2 separate regions of the Oryctolagus cuniculus genome follow, and region 1 is linked to region 2. A link is a contact called in public Hi-C data. All regions are on one chromosome and are shown on one strand. The core of a region is the stretch at or near the end of the contact, and the rest is flanking DNA. Distances in the headings are between cores, read along the strand shown.

Region 1 (4,029 bases), core at 153-2,652, 70 kb after region 2:
GTACTTCAGTCCCTGCCACCCACAAGGGAGATCAAGATGGACTTCCTGGCTTCAGTCTGGCCTAGCCCAGCTGCTGTGAGCATTTGGGGGAGTGAGCCAATAGATGGAAAATCTCTCTCTCTCTCTCTCAAACAATAAAAATAAACTTTAAAAAAGTACAGAGACCATTAATACTATAAAGTTAAAAATAAGACTTCTATGTGTTTTAAAAAGAGTATTCCAAATCTCCTTTATTTATTTAGAAAGATATCTTTTATTTATTAAAAGGATCCATGGTTTTAGTTATCCTGCCTCTCACTTTGCTGCAAGAATGTGAAAGATTGCTGTAGATCCAATGATACTGGGTCCAATGTTCTGGGTCAGGATCCATTGCCATTGTTCTGGATTTAGACACACTGTTACTGTTCTGGGTCTGGATTCAGTGTCGTTCTGGTTTTGGATGCAGTGTAATTGTTTTATGTCTAGATACACTGTTACTGACCTGTACCTGGACATAACATCATCCTTTTGTTAGGATACACTGTTAATATTCCAGGCCTGGGTACAGTGTCTCTGTTCTGGGTCTAGATGGAGTGTCATTGTCCTGCTTAGACACAGTGTCCCTGTTTGGGATCTAGACACAGTCACTGTTCTGGGTCTGCAAACAGCACCATTGTTCTGTGTCTGAATACAGTAGCATTGTTCTTTAGCAGAGTAACAGTTCTCGCTGGCTTCCTTCTGAGAAAAGCTTGCAGCAGGAAGAGTAAAAGTTGAAAACTCAGGAAGTCAAGTCCTGCCTTAACCCACTGTGAGACTTGGGCCAGGCCCTTAACTGCCTCTGCCCTGGGCCTCAATTAAGCTCAATTAAACAAAATGAGGAGGAAGGTCTCTGTGGTCTCATCAAACCCTAACCCTCTTTTCTACCCAGCTTGCATTTCTGCCTGTGAGCCTTCCAAACACTCAGAATTAATCCATCAGCTCAGCTGGGCTGGGAGAGGGAGGGAGACAGGCAGAGGAAGTATCAATGACACCGCACTCCAGTGAGCACTGAAGAGGCTCCATTCATGGGCCAACAAAACCTGGGAGAAGCCTGGGACTTAATCAGCCAAGGAGGCTCCAGCAGCAGGAAACAAAGGAAATCAAAGCCTTACTTGGCAACACAGGCACAGCTTCTGTATTCTTGAGACCTGCGCCCACTGGGTCCCCAGCAGAAAATAGGCAGGGTACATGGGAGCTTACAACACACACACACAGAGGGAGAAAGAGAGAGAGAGAGAGAGATAGAGGGGGTTACAGGTTTCCAGAAGGAAAAGAAGGAAGAAGATGCAAAGACAAATCACCCTGAAAGATCAGCCTGTTGCCGATATGATTGAACAGCAACCTCATTGTAATACTTTGTTTTAGGCCTTGCTCTAGGAATGCTAATAGTTGAGCACTAAGGTCCTTTTTACATTCAATAAACAAGGAACACGTTGATGAGATTCAAAACGAAGTCTTACATGGACTTCTGCATAAAGGCTGTTAGGGTCCCAGAGTGACTTACATTTCTTAAGGTACTGTAGCAGTCGCTGTACTTTGTACCATGCCCTTCCACAGAACATCTAGCTTGGTAGATTTTTGTTTTTAACATTCTGACATTATTCTAGTGTGTTCAGCTGAGATGATAAGAAGCCCCCATTGTGGAAGTGGCAAAACTGAGGTTGTGCTTCTTGTAGCTGCTGATTGATGGCAACAGCACACCCTAGTAATCACCCAAACCAACTTCATCAACAGTTTGGTCATTTTCCCTGATCTGATGGTGGTGGGAACGAGTAGAGGGCCTTGACTCCTCCATAGGAAGTTCTGGAAGAAGGGTGGGCTATCGGATGGCATGAACAACCAACGACTTTACTGGAAATATGGTCATGATACTATGCCTCATGCTATCCTAAGTGCCGCGGTCTCTTTGTTGGATGCTCAAAGTATCTGGCAGATTACATAGTATTATTAGGATGACTCACAAAATTAAATAATTACTTGTTTTTGTTTTCTTCTGTACGCGCATGTTTTTCACCATGTGACCTGCTGCTGCCCTGTACTATCATAAATTACATCTTTCTGAAGACCGGTCTGAGTAAGTTTGTGTACATGAGTATAGTATCAGCAGCATTTCAACTGATGGGCACAGTCATAAAAAGGAGCTTGAATTGTCGGCAGTCTTTTGTAACGTCTTCAACTAAGACATTCACTAAATAGCTTTAGGGCAAATAATTTTGGCTGAAAAATCCACTGCAAAAATGAAAAGAGTTTTGCAAACAAAGAATACAATTTATTTTGTTTAGTCATTTCTCCCCAAGGAATGGATAAGAAAGGTAGAGTTAAAAATTATTGTCGAGGGGTCGAGGGGCCAGCGCCATGGCTCACTGTTCTAGTCCCGGTCAGAGCACCAGATTCTGTCCCAGTTGTTCCTCTTCCAGTCCAGCTCTCTGCTGTAGCCCGGGAGGGCAGTGGAGGATGGCCCAAGTGCTTAGGCCCTGCACCCGCATGGGAGACCAGGAAGAAGAACCTGGCTCCTGGCTTAGGATCATTGTTGTTCCGGCTGTAGTGGCCATTTTGGGGTGAACCAACAGAAGGAAGACCTTTCTCTCTGTCTCTCTCTCTCTCACTGTCTAACTCTGTCAAATAAAAAAAATTATTGTTGAGGGATGGGTGTTTGGCCTAGTGGTTAGGATGCTGTTTAAGGTACCTACGTTCGATGCCCAGCTCTGCTCCCAATTCCTACTTTCTGCTAATGTGCATCTTGAGAGGCAGCATATGATGGCCAAAGTGGCTGAGTTTCTGCCACCCGCAGAGAACTGAACTGTGTTCCCACATTGCAGTGCCTAGTTCAAGTGTCATCTCCACTTATGAGCCAGCTTCCTGCTAATGTGCACCCTGGGAGCCCTTAGATGATGGCTGGAGTACTTGGGAGATGCAGATGGAGCACCTGGCTCCTGGCTTCAGCCTGGCCCAGCTCCGGCTAGCATTTGGGGAGCAAGCAAGCAGCTGGAAGAACTCACTTTCTCTCTCTGTCTTTCAAATTGATAAAAATTACTAAATAAACTTGGAGGAAAAAAAAAAAGACTTTCTAGCCCAGCATCCTGACTTTCCAGTCTGGGTGTGACTTCCTGATGCCAGAGAATTTCAGTGTCATACCCACAACAGAGCACTTTGGGGACAGAAGACCCTTTAGACAGCACTCCTCTCAAATGAGTCAAGTCCAACCCCTCCAAATCCTCTTTCCCATCTTCAGAGTGAGCCTGAGCTCTTGGCCAGCCTTGTGAGTAGAACAAAGGGAGCTGCCACAGTTGTAAAATCATTTTTGAAGTTCTTTGCCTGGAAATATCTTCTGGTGGGCCCTGTTGCTTCCTTACAGCTCTCCTCCCACTCTCTGTGATGCGAACGTGAATTATCCAGGGACCTCCAGGCCATGCCACCATCACAGGCTTTTCCCCACTGTAGTCACTTTCCCAGTGATTACACAGTGTCTGAGGATGTGGCCCCTGAATCTCTAAAGGTGCTTCCCATTTCAGAGGCATCTTCCATCCCAAGGGATTGGAAATATGTTGGGCAACCATCACACGGTAGGTGTGGTGTACATGTTTGCTGATGGAGTTCTCCCCATAGTCAAAAAAGTTTGAGAGTAGGACTAGCATTGTAGCACTGCAGGTTGAGCTGCTGTTTGGATGCTGGCATCACCTATCAGAGTGCTGACTTGAGCCCCAGACACTTTGCTTCTGATCCAGTTTCCTGTTCATGAACCTGGGAAGGCAAATACTTGGGGCTCTGCCACTCATTGTGGGAAGACCGGGATGGAGTTCTTGGCTCTTGGCTTCAGCTTGGTCCAGACATGGGTGTTGCGATCACTTGGGAATGAACCAGTGCATGGAAGATCTTCCTGTCCCTCCCTCTCTCTCTGCTGTTGTTGCTCTTTCAGATAAATAAATCTTCTCTTTAAATGTTTGAGAGCATTAGATAAACCTATGGCCTTGCCAGGAAGCAAGGGAATGCCACTGTCTTTGAAGAGTGTCT
Region 2 (4,326 bases), core at 697-3,196:
TCCTTGGGCCCCTACTCCCACGTGGGAGACCAGGAAGAAGCACCTGGTTCCTGGCTTCAGATCAGTGCAACTCCAACCATTGTAGCCATTTAGAGAGTGAACCACCAGAAGGAAGACCTTTCCCTCTGTCTCTCCCTCTCACTGTCTGTAACTCTATCTCTAAAATAAATAAATAAAATCTTTAAAAAAAAGAATTTCAATTTTCCTGGGTCAAATACTGATTCTGACTTTCTGGAAATGTTTAAAGACAAGAATCTCATAATCAACTCAAGATACAGGAGATGATAGTTGAAGAAAAGAAAGGTTTTGGAGAGAGAAACAAAAAATGAAGTGCCCAGCAAACAGAAAAAGGGAGTGACTTAGATTACCTGTGCTAGGGAGATCAGACCTTCTGAGAGGCCCCCCAATGCAAGTGAGGCTATCTGCTCAATACTTTGGTTTGCAAATTATATTTCAAAAGAAAATGTGGGTTTCCTTTTTTTTTTTAAGATTCATTTTATTTATTTGAAAGGCGTTTGGCATAGCAGTTAAGGTACAGGCCGAGACACCTGCCTTTCATTTTAGAGGGCCCGGGTTCAAGTCTCAGCTTCTCCTCCTCAGTCAGCTTCCTGCCAGTGTGCACTGTGGGAGGCAGCTGTGGTGGCTCAAGTAGCTGGATCCCTGCCACCCCGGTGGGAGACGCAGACTGCATTTCTGACGCCCAGGGTTGCAGGCATTTGGGGAGTGAATCAGTAGGTTTGAGATCAATCTCTCTGTCTGTATCTCTCTGTGTTGCTAAATTAAAATTTTAAAAAGAAATTGAAATGTGTTTTAAAAAATAAAGTGCCCAGGGCTGGCACGGTGGCATAATGGGTAAAACCAACACCTGAGGCACTGGCATCCCATATGGGCACCGGTTCCTGTCCTGGCTGCTCCTCTTCTGATCCAGCTCTCTGCTATGGCCTGGGGAAGTGCTTGGGCCCCTGCTACTCATGTGGGAAACTCGGACAAAGCTCTTGGTTCTTGGCTTCAGTCTGGACCAGCCCCAGCTGTTGAGGCCATTTTGGGAGTGAACCAGCTGATAGAAGCTCTCTCTCTCTCTCTCTCTGTAACTCTACCTTTCAAATAAATTAGATAAACCTTAAAATAAATAAGGTGCCTGTTGCTGAGGAGTCAGACTATTGCAGAATTTGATTTCATTCTATTCACTTAATGTGTCCCTTACATTCAAACTCCATTAATTTACTGTATATTGATTGTACAACCTTTAGATGAACATTTTAGTGTTACCCCTGCACTTTTTTTTTTTTTTTGACAGGCAGAGTGGACAGTGAGAGAGACAGAGAGACAGAGAGAAAGGTCTTCCTTTTTCCGTTGGTTCACCCCCAGTGGCCGCTACGGCTGTCGCACTGCACTGATCCAAAAGCAGGAGCCAGGTGCTTCTCCTGGTCTCCTAGGAGAAGGGTGCAGGGCCCAAGGACCTGGGCCATCCTCCACTGGACTCCCGGGCCAGAGAGCTGGACTGAAAGAGGATAAAATGGGACAAAATCTGGAGCCCCGACCAGGACTAGAACCCAGTGTGCCTGCGCCACAGGCGGAGGATTAGCCTATTGAGCGGCAGCGCCGACTTCACTGACACTTTAATGGCTTAGTCTTGAGAAGTCAAAAGTAGCTATGGCTTATTCAATACCCCTCCTTTCCACCAGAGGGCAGTAAGAGGCTATGCCTGGATCACCGGCTGTGAGTTGGTGGTGCCAACTTCAGTTACAAGCCATGCACAGGAATCTCATGTGCGTTCTTTCTTGCCACAGAATCACAGCTCCACAACCTCAGACACAGTGGAGACTAGTCGATTTGTGCCCGGCAGAGGAGAGACACATAATCAAAGGAACACCTCGCAGTCAAAGCAGAGGCACATGACACCCCTCCCCCCCAAGAGGCCGATCTTGTGACCCAAGGACCAAGCTTTGGGCCATTCTGGCCTAACCCAAATTGATTTTCAAGGAGCAGATTTGGGATTCCAGGGTCGGCTAGACACACACACACACACACACACACACAGAGTTGATAATCTGATAATTGGATGTATTTTCTCTCCAGTGAAGACTAAGCGCCCAAGAATTGGAGAAAATGAAATGATTTCTATTCTTTGACAGCCTTAAGGCAAAATTTCGAAGTCAAATTTATAAGGTGTGTAGGGATTTGGTTGCTTGTTTTGCTTTCTTTTCTCTCGCCAGTTACCTCCTGAGAGCTGGGCATGGATCAGTAAGATCCCTGCGCTCCGGGCTGGGCTGCCAGCAAGTCTGTGCCTGATTTGGCTGCTTTCTGAAAAGGTACCAGTGCCTCCTCCCACAGGGCCCCTAATGGAACATAACACCCTGGAACTGTGCCAAAGCACAAAGCCAAGCCACGTTTCAGTGTCTGCCGCGGAACCAAGCTCTGAGCAAGAGCCATCCTTTCTGCTCCAGACGTTGTTACTGGAATCTTTCAAATGCTGGTTTTGAGGGCTACAATGGTCAAGAAAGCTGGTCTCTGTACATGCAGCAGGTTCAAGATCCCCATCCATCCATGTGTGAATGCCAAGAGCAAAAGTGCTTAAGTTGGGACAGCCATGCTCCTAAAAGCTTTCTCTGTACACCAGTTTTTCTTGCTACCTATTCTCATGGAATCTACTATAAAAGAAGCTGGCATAGCAAGAATTGTGCATCAGGAGTATAAGACAAAACAGGATCAGGGCAGTAAGCAGGTGCATTCCAATAGTGACAAGGTATTAAAGTGTGGTAAAAACCAGCAACATATGGAGTCACATCTGATTGAGGACAACTCTGAGATATAAAATTAGCATTGAAAATTTTCCCCTATGAGCATAAGGCACAATGAGAACAGACATGTTTAGTTCTTTCTTTTATCCTGAGTACCTAGAACATTTTAGATGCTCAAGGAATATTAGCCGGATGAAGAAAAGACTTAAGGAATGTACCACACCTGAGAACAACATGCTATTGGAAAATCCAGTTTAGACACTCTTTCTAAACCTGCCAGATGGTGATTTCTTCAGTCCAACATGAGCTGAAATGTTCCAGAGTTACAAGATATGCCCCCTCTTGGTGCAGGTGACAGAACAAATGGAAGATCCTCCACCTCTGGAATAGCGTTGCCAGATTTAGCAAATTAAAAAAAAAAAAAAAAGGTGTTCAGTTAAATTTGAATTTCAGGTAAGTGAACTTAGCTTGGGAAAAGCTTACACTAAAAAAATACTATGTTTCTGAAAATCCAAATTGTTCTGTTTTATCTGGAACACTGCTATGGGGCATAGACTTTCTGAGCTGAAGGGCAGGGGGTATTGCCTGACTTTTTAAATTGTGATTGATGGGCACATGGCATCGGTTATAGCACTTGAACTTCAGTATAGCAATGCCAATGTAGTACCATGACAACAATGGATTCCATGTCATCCTCTCAAGTGTGAAATCAAAACTTCTAGTATTTTTTAAAAGATTTTTAAAAAATTATTTGAAATGCAGAGTTACAGAGAGAGAGAGAGAGAGAGAGAGAGAGAGAGAGAGATCTTTCATATACTAGTTTATTCCCCAAATGGCCACAGCAGCCAGGGCTGGGCCAGGCTGAAGCCAGAAAGCAGAAACTCCATCTGGGTCTCCCACATAGGTGACATGGGTATACTTAAGACATCTTCCACTGCTTCCCCTGGCGCATTAGCAGGGAGCTGGAGCAGAAGTGGAGCAGAAGGGAATCAAATCAGCACTCTCATGGATGTCGGCATTGCAGGCAACAGCTTAACCTGCTGTACCACAATGCCAGTGCCCAAAACTCCAGTGTTTTAAAATGCTCCTTGAGTTCAAAGATTTGCAAACCAGCAGTATGCGGCCTTTAGTAAGTAGTCTTATTGGATCTGAATGACGTGTGTGTTCTATCACCGTCTTCCTCTGTCCGCTTTGGAAAATGATTTCAGTGTACCTTGGTTTAGCCTGTTGCAATTTGTAGCCTGTTGTATTTCCTCAGCGACTCCCGGCCAGTTATCAACCTCTTCATCATAGAGCAGAGCTAAGACCCAGTTTTGAGGTAGGGCAGGGGTTCAGAAAGGAAGTGTAGGGAGTGGGGAAGGACTGAATTAAGTGTTGGCATTAGGTCAGCTTTCACAACATAAATACAGCTTAGAAAGTGATCCTCAGACTTCTGTTCCCATATATCCAGTGTTGGAAGACCAGAGCCTGTCTTTCCTAAGAGCCTATTCCTGGTAGTGACCCTAAACAAACCCTAAACCAGTTCCTGGTTGTAATTCCAAAGGGACCAGGTCCACACTCACCCTGAGCTCAGCCCTGGGCTTCC

The links. A called contact is a pair of places that touch in the nucleus more often than the background predicts.
Region 1: a Hi-C map of embryonic fibroblasts shows a contact between it and region 2, with 1.8 times the contacts expected there. The contact joins two enhancer-like sites. A contact is called at or near these places in 3 of 6 Hi-C or Micro-C datasets (ear pinna, embryonic fibroblasts and skin fibroblasts).

Annotation. Positions count from the first base shown.
Region 1 is chr4:69,121,394-69,125,422 of mOryCun1.1, forward strand. No RefSeq gene overlaps it. Among named protein-coding and RNA genes, the nearest start is that of NEPRO, 79 kb to the left of the region's middle. Within about 2 kb of position 1,403, at least 1 of the 8 cell types and tissues checked has an H3K27ac peak or open chromatin away from gene starts, as enhancers often do.
Region 2 is chr4:69,050,640-69,054,965 of mOryCun1.1, forward strand. No RefSeq gene overlaps it. Among named protein-coding and RNA genes, the nearest start is that of NEPRO, 8.0 kb to the left of the region's middle. Within about 2 kb of position 1,947, at least 1 of the 8 cell types and tissues checked has an H3K27ac peak or open chromatin away from gene starts, as enhancers often do.